Regions from separate parts of the Mus musculus genome. Here region 1 is linked to region 2. A link is a contact called in public promoter capture Hi-C data. All regions are on one chromosome and are shown on one strand. Each heading gives the region's core, a stretch centred on a gene start, on an enhancer-like site or on the middle of the called end of the contact. The rest is flanking DNA. Distances are from core to core; before and after follow the strand shown.

Region 1 (4,432 bases), core at 592-3,091, 1.0 Mb after region 2:
GGGAGCTTATATGACAGAACAAACATGTTATTGTGCTCTATTCAACTGCACGAACTCACTACGTTTCTATCATCTCTAAAACGCTAACAGGAAACAAAGCCTAACTGGGCTTTAGCATCCTTTTTTTTTTTAAAGAATTATTTATTTATTTTATGTTTATGTAGCTGTCTCCACACACACCGGAATAGGGCATCGGATCCCATTACAGATGGTTATGAGCCACCATGTGGTTGCTGGGAATCAAACTCAGGACCTCTGGAAGAGCAGTCAGTGCTCTTAACCACGGAGCCATCTCTCCAGCCCTTTAGCATCCTTTTTAAAGTAACATGCTGACCTCTAAGGCCCTTCCAAGTACCAATTCAATGGTCTCTCCTAAATTAAGTGGAGACCCACAGACTTCCAGAAAGAATCCAGAAACAAAACAGTTTAACCATACAGAACTAAGCCAAGAGAAGAGTTTGGGGTGAAAATGTCTACTCACCAGATGAACTTGGCAGAGCCTGCTCCCAATGGTCTTCTTTCCAAGCTTTCCTAGAAGTGGTCTTGCCAGAATACCTTTTGTCGGTGTCCAAGAGGGAGACTGGTGCCAACTTTCTAATGCTACTCACTGCCAGATCATCTTTCTCCTCTTCCCCTTCATCAAACCTGTCAATCACTCTGGCTCTAGTGGCTGTTGGGGAGGGAGAAAAATAGAATCTTAGGTTAGAAAAATACTTTAACAGGAACCCACTTAAGCCATTTCAACCCCACACCCCACCTTCCTGTACTAGGTGAGTACTCTTAGTACTGGGCTCCACCCCAGCCCTTGATTCATTGTGTCCTCTATAACATAACATAACTAACTTACAGGAATAGGGAGTTGACTTCTGGTTTCTAAGGAGACTGCTGTCATATTGCTATCTATTTCTAAACAGAGAGCTAACTCCCTGCAACTACTAGGAGACATGTTTTTATGCCTTGGAACTTATAAATCTAGGAACGTATAAATCTGATTCTTCCTTGCTTTTCCATGGTGTTTTTTATTGTTTTTCTTTTTCAGAGGTTCTGAAAATTAAATCCAGTGCATCAAGTGTTATCGGCTACATGCCCAGGGTCCTTAATTCTTCCTCAATATGTGACAGTCATTGGGTGCTATAGACACTCATGACACCCCTCCAGTTGTCTTTCTCACACCTCCCTGACCCAAGTCTAAAGCACAATTACTCCCAGCCGGTCTCAGAACAGGTTTATGAAGAATCAGTCTGTCATCAGAATGTGGACAAATGGCTTAAGGCCTAAATAAACATGGCTAAACAGCATCGGGTAATCATTTTCATTCTCATGAAGATTTTAGAAGCAGTCAGTTTCAAACACACAAAAACCTGAAACTCATCAGGCTTCTTTCTCCTTTCGAAGGTAATACCAAGAAAAGTGGCATCCTAAACTGCTGCCAGCCGGCTGCCTGCAACTCCCCGCCAGGGTCCTGATGTCCCGCCCACCCCCAGAGTCTAGAATGCTGGATTACTGCTCACGCCACCCTCCCAAGAGACAATTTTCCCCCAGCGAAAAGGGAAGGCGAGCAGGTCCAAGCACCAGCGGCCCTTGAAGTCGGAGCCACTGCTCTGCACGTGGTTAGCCCCAGTCAGGCCTCACCCTCCTCCGGGTCGGCCTCAGGATCCGCCTCACGCGGTCTCGGATTCAGCAACTGTTCCAGCTGCAGAGCCAAGGGCTGCGGCGCCGCCATGGTCACCAGGTCACTGCCGGCGCTGCGCTCGTGAACCTGCACTGCAGCCCGAGCCCCCCGGCCCGACACTCGCAGCAGTGGCGCTACGGCCCAGACTCTACTTGGCAACTCAAGGCGGAGACCTCGCGGAGGCGGCGTTTAGAATCCCAGTAGGCAACTTCCGGGAGGCGCGCGCGCGCCGGAGGGGCGGGGCGTCGCGTCACCACTGGGCTGCTAAGCTGAGACGCAGGCGCCCGAAACCGTGGCAGGGTTGCGAGCCGCCCGAACGCGCGTGCGCCGGAGGCCCCTCGGACGCGCGGCGCGGGAGCGCGCCGGAGCACGTGACCGCTTGGAGCGAGAAAGGTTGATTGTGCTCTGAGCTGCCAGGGTCCCCTAAGCACGAAATAACGCCTCGAGCTTTGTGCGAGCTTGGTTTAGGAATTAAGCGTAAAGTAGCTGTGGCTGCTGGTGGCTGGCTGGTTTGTGAAAGGGAGTGAAGGATAAGCCTCTCAAACCTCAGGTACACACTCGAGCAAGCACAGACCCGGGACTCAAAACGGGGCTTTTCTCAGGGTAGAGGAGCCTGCGGCCAGGCACACAGCTTCGGGCCAGGATCTGAGAGGCCTGCGTGTGTTAAGTGTGCGGCGAGGTGCGATCTTTATTGATAGAAATAATTAGGAATCGCGATGGTTGTACCACAAATCAAGATTGTTTCTGTAGCTTCTTGTACCCTCTTGCCTGGGCAATCACAGGGAGGGGCAGGGGGGTAGAATTACTCTACTACAGAAGCGTTGATATTAACAGCTTTTCTGTTCAAAGATGGAGTGACTCAGTCAGACCCCCGAAACTAGTGAAGATGGGAGAAGAGAAACCCTTCACTCAGTTCTGGTATTAGATGGCCAGACTCAAAATACACAAAGACCTTAATGTGATAAATGTAATTGCACCCAGGCCCATGAAGCTATGCCATCACTTTGCATTCGTTTTTCTTTTCATGGAGCATCCCTTGACGCCCACTACTGTGGCAAGCACTGCTAGATGAAATATAGGATGTGTAAGTTAGACTCTCTCTCCACACAGTGACCAGTCTAGAAGGGCAGGAAACATGAACTGCACCGAGGAATGACAAATTTGAGTGTAAAGTGGTCTGTCTATACTGATCTGTTGGAGGTCTTCCTCCATGGAGACCTAGAATCTACTATAACAGGAAAGCTGCCTCAGAAGAATCCAGAAAAAAAAAAAAAAGAAAAAACGACTTGAATAATAGACACTGTGTCCATGCCTGTTTGTATGTTAAGACAGTCTCTTGCCTCCTACACATCATGTAATTGAAGATGACCCTGAATTTCTTGACCCTCCTGTCTCCACTGGGATTAGAGACATGTGCCTGCCACTACACCCTGTTTATTTAGAGCTAGGGGCTGAACCCAGAGTGTTCTGTACACTAAGCAGGAGCTCTTCCAGTTCTAAGTCCCCAGGCCAGTGCCATTTTTTAAGTATACTCCAGGCCAGCTGGATCCCAAAGCCAGCAACGTAGGCAACTGGTAGCTCCCCAGTAGAATCCACTGGAAGACAATTCAGACACCCTCAGATTCAGGTAGATTTCCGAATTTAAGAAATTTAAGAGATTTCTACTTTCTTGTGGCATGTCTCATGTTCCTGTCCTAACTGGTCCTTGAGTGAAGATGACCAAGCCTAGACAATAGAAAAAAAAAAAGCAACTGTTTTAGGGTAAAGCCTTTCAGACGTGGAGAGCCAAAGAATGTCAGACTAGGCGAAGACTCAGGCGAAGAAAATTGCTGTATGGCTGAGAGTAGTTTAGAGAGCTTGTTCTTTAAGGTCCTCTCCGCTGCGCTTGCAGTCGAGTCTGTGTTAGAGCCTCCATAGCAAAACATGTTCTCTATGAGGTGCAGTAGCCTTGGGCACAGAGAACAAAAATGTTCTCCTACCCCACACTTAGTAAATTCTATTCTCCTAGATCCTCCTCCCTCATTATTTCAGGTGCTTAGAAACCTGCCCTTTAAGGTGAGGAGAACAGGGTGGAAAGAGAAAAGGAAGCAGGGCAGAGCCCACCTTGAAGCTGTTGTGCATACAGGACACTGTTGGCCTGTGTGAGGCAGATCTGAGCAAACAGTGTAAGGTACAGGTGCCCCGAGCCTGCTTACCAATGCTCCCTCTCCTGTCTGCTCCTGACTTGGGAACCCATTTTTTTTTTTTAGGAAGTAGTCACATATACCCCAACCACCACCCTCCCAATTGCTTTCCTACCCCAGGAATCTTCTTCCTGGAAGGGAGGACAGAGGAAGAATGGTAGAGCTTAAGATGCAATTAAGGGAAGTGAAGACATGAGCGAGGGAGAGACCACTCAAAGCTCAGGAGCTCCTTCTTTCTTGAATGGCAGGTAAAGGACTCCAGCGGGGAGTGCTACTGGACTTGGAGGGCCAGTAAAGGGCAGTGGAGCTTCCGGAAGAAGTTTCAACCTCTTAAGTGTAGGATGGTGAACAGATGGGCTGTGCAGAAAGGGGCTTAAAAGTGAGCAATCTGCCCTGCGGAGAAAAGACAGGGGTTTGGGGTTCACCTCCCTCTTATCTGCTCCCTGAACTGCGAAGTGGCAGGAATAGCCATGGGTGGGCAGAGGTGACTAAATTGGACACCTCCCTCCGATGGCCAGAAACAGCTAGTTTAGAGAAACCAGGTTCTGACCTGTCTGTCTTCCTAAACAGCATCAAC
Region 2 (4,756 bases), core at 1,991-4,490:
TCTTCTGGTGTGTCTGAAGACAGTGACAGTGTACTCACATACATGAAATAAATAAATACATCTTAAAAAAACAATGTTCTTGCTCTCTTCTCTCAGTGTGTAGACAAGGGCCAGGTGAGTGGACATCACAGGAGCAGGAGAAGGCAGCACAAAGCACAAGTGGGTAAAGATGGAAGCTTGTTGCCGAGATAATCATGGCTCACTGGATTCATCGATCAGGCAAAAGCATGGGAGGCAGAAGGCACAGAGCTTGATCTGCAACTCTACCTTTGGTGGAGAATGACCAGGAACAGTATAGACATGGGAGGAGTTTCAGGTTTGGAGGTCCCGGACACTGTGCATAGGTCACTGACCACGGTTCAAAGGCTGGGAGGAGCACTGCGTCTATCCCCACTTGGCCGTGTGTCCTTGATAAAAGTGCTCACCTCTCTGGGTTTTGGGGTTATCATCTACAAAATATAGACTCTTATTTCACAAGCCTGCCCAGAAAATGAGAGATGATGGATATAGAAAACTAATTGTCATTCCTAAATTAACTTCCTCAGAAGCTTCCACTTTTCTTATTTGTTCGTTTATTTATGCATGTGGAGGTCAGGGGACAATGTGCAAGAGTCAATTCTCTCCTATAGTGCAGGACCCAAGGATAGAACTTAGGTTTTCAGTATGACAGTAACTGACTACCTGATGTGACATTTCGCTGGCCCTGAAGTTCCCATTTAAAAAAAATAGTATTCAAAATCCTCCATAAAGCATACGGGACCTTTCAGGAAGTAGCCTGTCCCCCACCACGCTTCTCTCTAGGGTTTTTGTCATCCAAGATGGCCTCAAACTTAGGATCCTCCTGCCTCAGCCTCCATCTGGCTTGGATTATGCACATGCATCTCCATGTCCAAATGTCCACCTCGGTCCCCCCATTTCTATCTTCCATCATCCCTGAACCCCATTGACAACCCAATCAGGGGCACTTATATTACCCAAAGTGCTCTATCACAGCTGCTAGCCTTGGAGAACCTATTGGCTAGTTCCTGATCTTTCTTTATAGCTCAGTTTAGGCAGCACCTCATGCAGGAGGCTTTCCTTCATAAGGCTACCTTCCTATGGATGAAGTGTCCTATTTTTAGAACACTTTCCACCCCTGGAACATTCAAGTCTGGTAGGGACCACAGGCCTGCACCCTGCCTATTATATTATGTGACTGCAGTTTCTGAGACCAGCAGGCTGGGTTTCTTTCTCTATCTCTAGGGTTTCCCAGGTTCTACACACAGAGTAGATCTTAGGAAATGGAAACTGGATAATGATATAAACTTACACTGTCAAAGATGAGCAATACTCTGTATATCTTTCTTAAAAACAAAAACAAAATTAGAACCCAGAAGATCTTTCTTTCTCCTGTAGCCTGGTTCTCTACAATTGCATAAGCTCTTCTCTGGGTTCCTCTCCTCGATACAGATGCTAAAGTACCATGGCTCATAGTCATGAAAGAACTTTTATTTCTTTATTTCTTTAGCCTTGCCTTTTGGTCCTGTCTAAAGGTTCCTAAAATCCTCTGTCTATACAGATACAATGAGGAGAAAGGACCTCATGCTCTTTTCTGACCTGAAGGTATCAATTCTGAACTTACCCTTTCTTTGCTCCATTCTAGTCTTTTCCGCTTGGTCCCTGTCACAGTGCAGGACACCTCTATCTGGCCATTTCTTGCATAGGCTTTCATGGCCTCCTAAGTGTCTGTGACTTCTGCACTTCCCTCTGCAGTTACTTTATGAGTCCAGTGCACTGCGATCTCTCTCACTAGCATTATTATTAAGCCACTCAAGTGATCTTCCTGCTTAAAATATTTTGTTTTAAGACAAAAATAAAAAAGGCCCTCTGCAGTCCTGTGTGTCCTGGAACTCACTATGTATACCAGTTTGGCCTCAAATTCAGAGGTCCTCCTGATTCCACTTTCTAGTACTGGGCCATGCTACCTCAATTGGTTTTAAAAATTATCAGTGCTGGGAATTGAGCCCAGGGACTCAAGCATGTTAGGCCAGGCTTGGATCACTGAGCAAAATTCTTAGTCTCGCTTCTCTCTCCCACTTTTAGGCACCTCGCAACTCCAACCTATTCTTCATTCTACAGCTGGAAAATACATATCTAATCTCCACCTTTTGAAGTTCTCTAGTGGGTGGATCCACCACCTTCAGGACAAAGTTCAAACTAAGAGGCCTCAGCTATATACCCTCCTACTTTTCTGGCAAGTTCAACTTTTCTCCCCTGGAGGCTACACTTCAAACATATCAAATTACTTGTTCTACACCAAGTCTGGACAGATCTTTTGCCCAATTCAACTTGAATAACTCATCACCCAGGTCTTCGTTCAGGTGTCACTCACTCGGGGAAATGTCCTTGCAGATTCTCGAGTTTTCCAAGCCCTTTTCCCAACTGAGCTTACTCTACGGCTTTCCGGTAAAACCCCTTAGCAACAGGGTCTGGTTACCAGGCTTCAAAATTCCACCTTTGCCCTTGGTTAGCCTCAGGCTATCCGGCTGTATCCGCAACTGGGGGAAACTATTTCATCAGTCTGTTGTGCGAATTAAATGAGATGATGTAAGGCGCTGACAATTTAAGAGTTAGCTGTTACAGAGGACTAAGAAAGATCCATTCCCGTGTCTCCTTATTCCCGGAGCCAGTTATGCGCGTGACTTAGACTGAAGTCACATTTTTGTTCTGGTCTCACTTCGATTTTTTTATTGGACAAGGTGGTTATAACAGCCCCGGAGGCGATCAGGTATGGAGCTTGTCACGACTTTCGTTCCGCTCGCTGCCCAGACTCGGGACGCCCCCAAGTGGTTCAAGTTCTGCAGCAAGAGCCCGAGCGAGGCCGACCACACCATTCCCGATTTTAAAGGAAGAATCGACTTTCCCAGGCATTAAGTTCTTATTTATAAAAGGGGAGCCTCGTCTTTCGCTTCATAGCTTCAAAGTCTACCAGACCCGGTAAAACTAGAACTGGGGTTGTGAATGGGGCGGAGCGAGCTGGCTCGCTTTCCTCCCCTAGCCCCAGGAGGGCATTGGTACTTTCCTCTCTCAATTCCCTCTCAATAATGGTACGGTCGCGGAGGGGAGATCCGGGAGGACTCTAAGGCTCGGCGGAACGGAGTGGCGTGGAATCACCCCTCCGGCTTCGGCGCAGTGGTATCGCCTGCCGCGCGCTGATTGGCTGCCGAGGGCCCGCAGTCGGCCTCAGCCCGCCGCGCCGCCCTCAGAGCAGCTCCAGCAGCCGCGCCGCCTGGCTTTTCGTTTTCCTTGTTCTCCGCGGGCCGTGGCGGGGCTCCGCGCCGCGGCTGTTAGTCATGTCGGGTAGGTGACTCCGTCAGCGAGCAGCGGCAGCGGCGAGAAGGGGTCCGGTGGGTTCTGGCCGTCTTCCCGCCCACCGGAGGGCCGCGAGGGAAAGACTCCGGCCTGAGGGAGGCTGGGGTGGGGGGAGGGAGGGGGGCGGCCGCGTCGCCGCCATGTTGGACCGGAGGCACGCACGCTCCCAACGCTCCCTGGCTACAAATCACGGCGGGAGCGCCCCGGAGCTCTTTTGATCCTGCCCTTGGAACCTGGGGAGATGAGCAGCTCCCCGGGGAGGGTGTGTGTGAGTTGGGGGGGGGGCGGAGGCCCGTCTACGCCATCGTAAGGGCGGGGGGAGCCGAGATCTGAGCATCAGCCTGAGGACTGGGGGCTTCGGGTCCTCCGCGCCGACTCAGATCTCTCAGCGAGGCCTCCGGCCGGTCGTCTCGCCACCTCGTTCCTCTGTTTCCCCATCCGAGAAGTGGAGCTGGGCCTTCCTGACTCACCCATTCATCAGGTGGGAGTCTTACGCTCTGGGAGCCCTTTTCGAAGCACTTTGCCTTACCCGAAGTCGCGCTACGGTCATTCCCTCTGCTGTAACCATTGGGGTTGCGGGGCGGTGTTTGTTTATTGGGCTTCACCTTTGTACTCCCTCCTCCACTTGTTAATCTCCTGAACTTAGAATTAAGCCTTGCCAGTTACTGACGAGCACTTTTAGGTCTTCGTGGCATTTCCCTTAAGACTTTAGAGACCAAGGACAGCGTCTTCCTCAAATTAGTATTTATAGAGGCCACTGCTGTGTGGAAGTGAGGCTTTCCCCCCTCCGGACAGGCAGTCTGGGTCCTGTTAAACCAGAACTTAAAAGTCCTCTGAATTCTAACAGTTCCAGTTGACCACATAAGGTCCTTTCTTTGGGCTACACTTACAGGTGGCAAAGACAGACCCAGAACGAGAGTTCTTTACTTCTGAGGAAAACATTGCCTAAAGCCATATGGCTGAGATGACATAATGACTTTGGTAGTTTTTCACCTACTTATGAGAGAAAGGATCTCATGAGGTATCCTTGGCTCAACTGGAACTCGATATGGAGTCCAGGCTGGCCCCAAACTCACAGATCCACCTAACCGCTGGCACTAAAGGTGTGCACCACTATGCTTGGAAGATTTGCCCTTTTATTAATTAATTGGCAATCCTTTTCTAAAGGTTTTCCCAGTCCACCTGGAGGGATGTGTATGATCAAATCTGCAATTGGAGAAGATTCAAAAGGAGCGAGAAAGACGGGACAGAGAATGATGGTCTTCCCTCAGATTAGCAATGATACTGAGGAGCTAGAAATCTCATCTTTTTGGGTAGGGTACCTGTATGGTGGAAAAAGCTAGGCTGAAGTGAAGTTAGCTCTTTTTAAATTCTGCTTTTTGTTCAAACAAGGGATTATTAGTTC

The links. Promoter capture Hi-C pulls out the DNA fragments that hold promoters and counts their contacts.
Region 1: a promoter capture Hi-C map of pre-B cells shows a contact between it and region 2, with 2.4 times the contacts expected there. The contact joins the promoter of Aatf here to the promoter of Taf15 in region 2.

The regions. Positions count from the first base shown.
Region 1 is chr11:84,511,660-84,516,091 of GRCm38.p6, forward strand. It overlaps Aatf (apoptosis antagonizing transcription factor), which reads right to left and starts at 1,842. Exons shown (of 13, transcript NM_019816.1): 1 at 1,633-1,842; 2 at 482-670. The coding sequence starts at 1,723.
Region 2 is chr11:83,469,868-83,474,623 of GRCm38.p6, forward strand. It overlaps Taf15 (TATA-box binding protein associated factor 15), which reads left to right and starts at 3,241. Exons shown (of 16, transcript NM_027427.3): 1 at 3,241-3,339. The coding sequence starts at 3,333.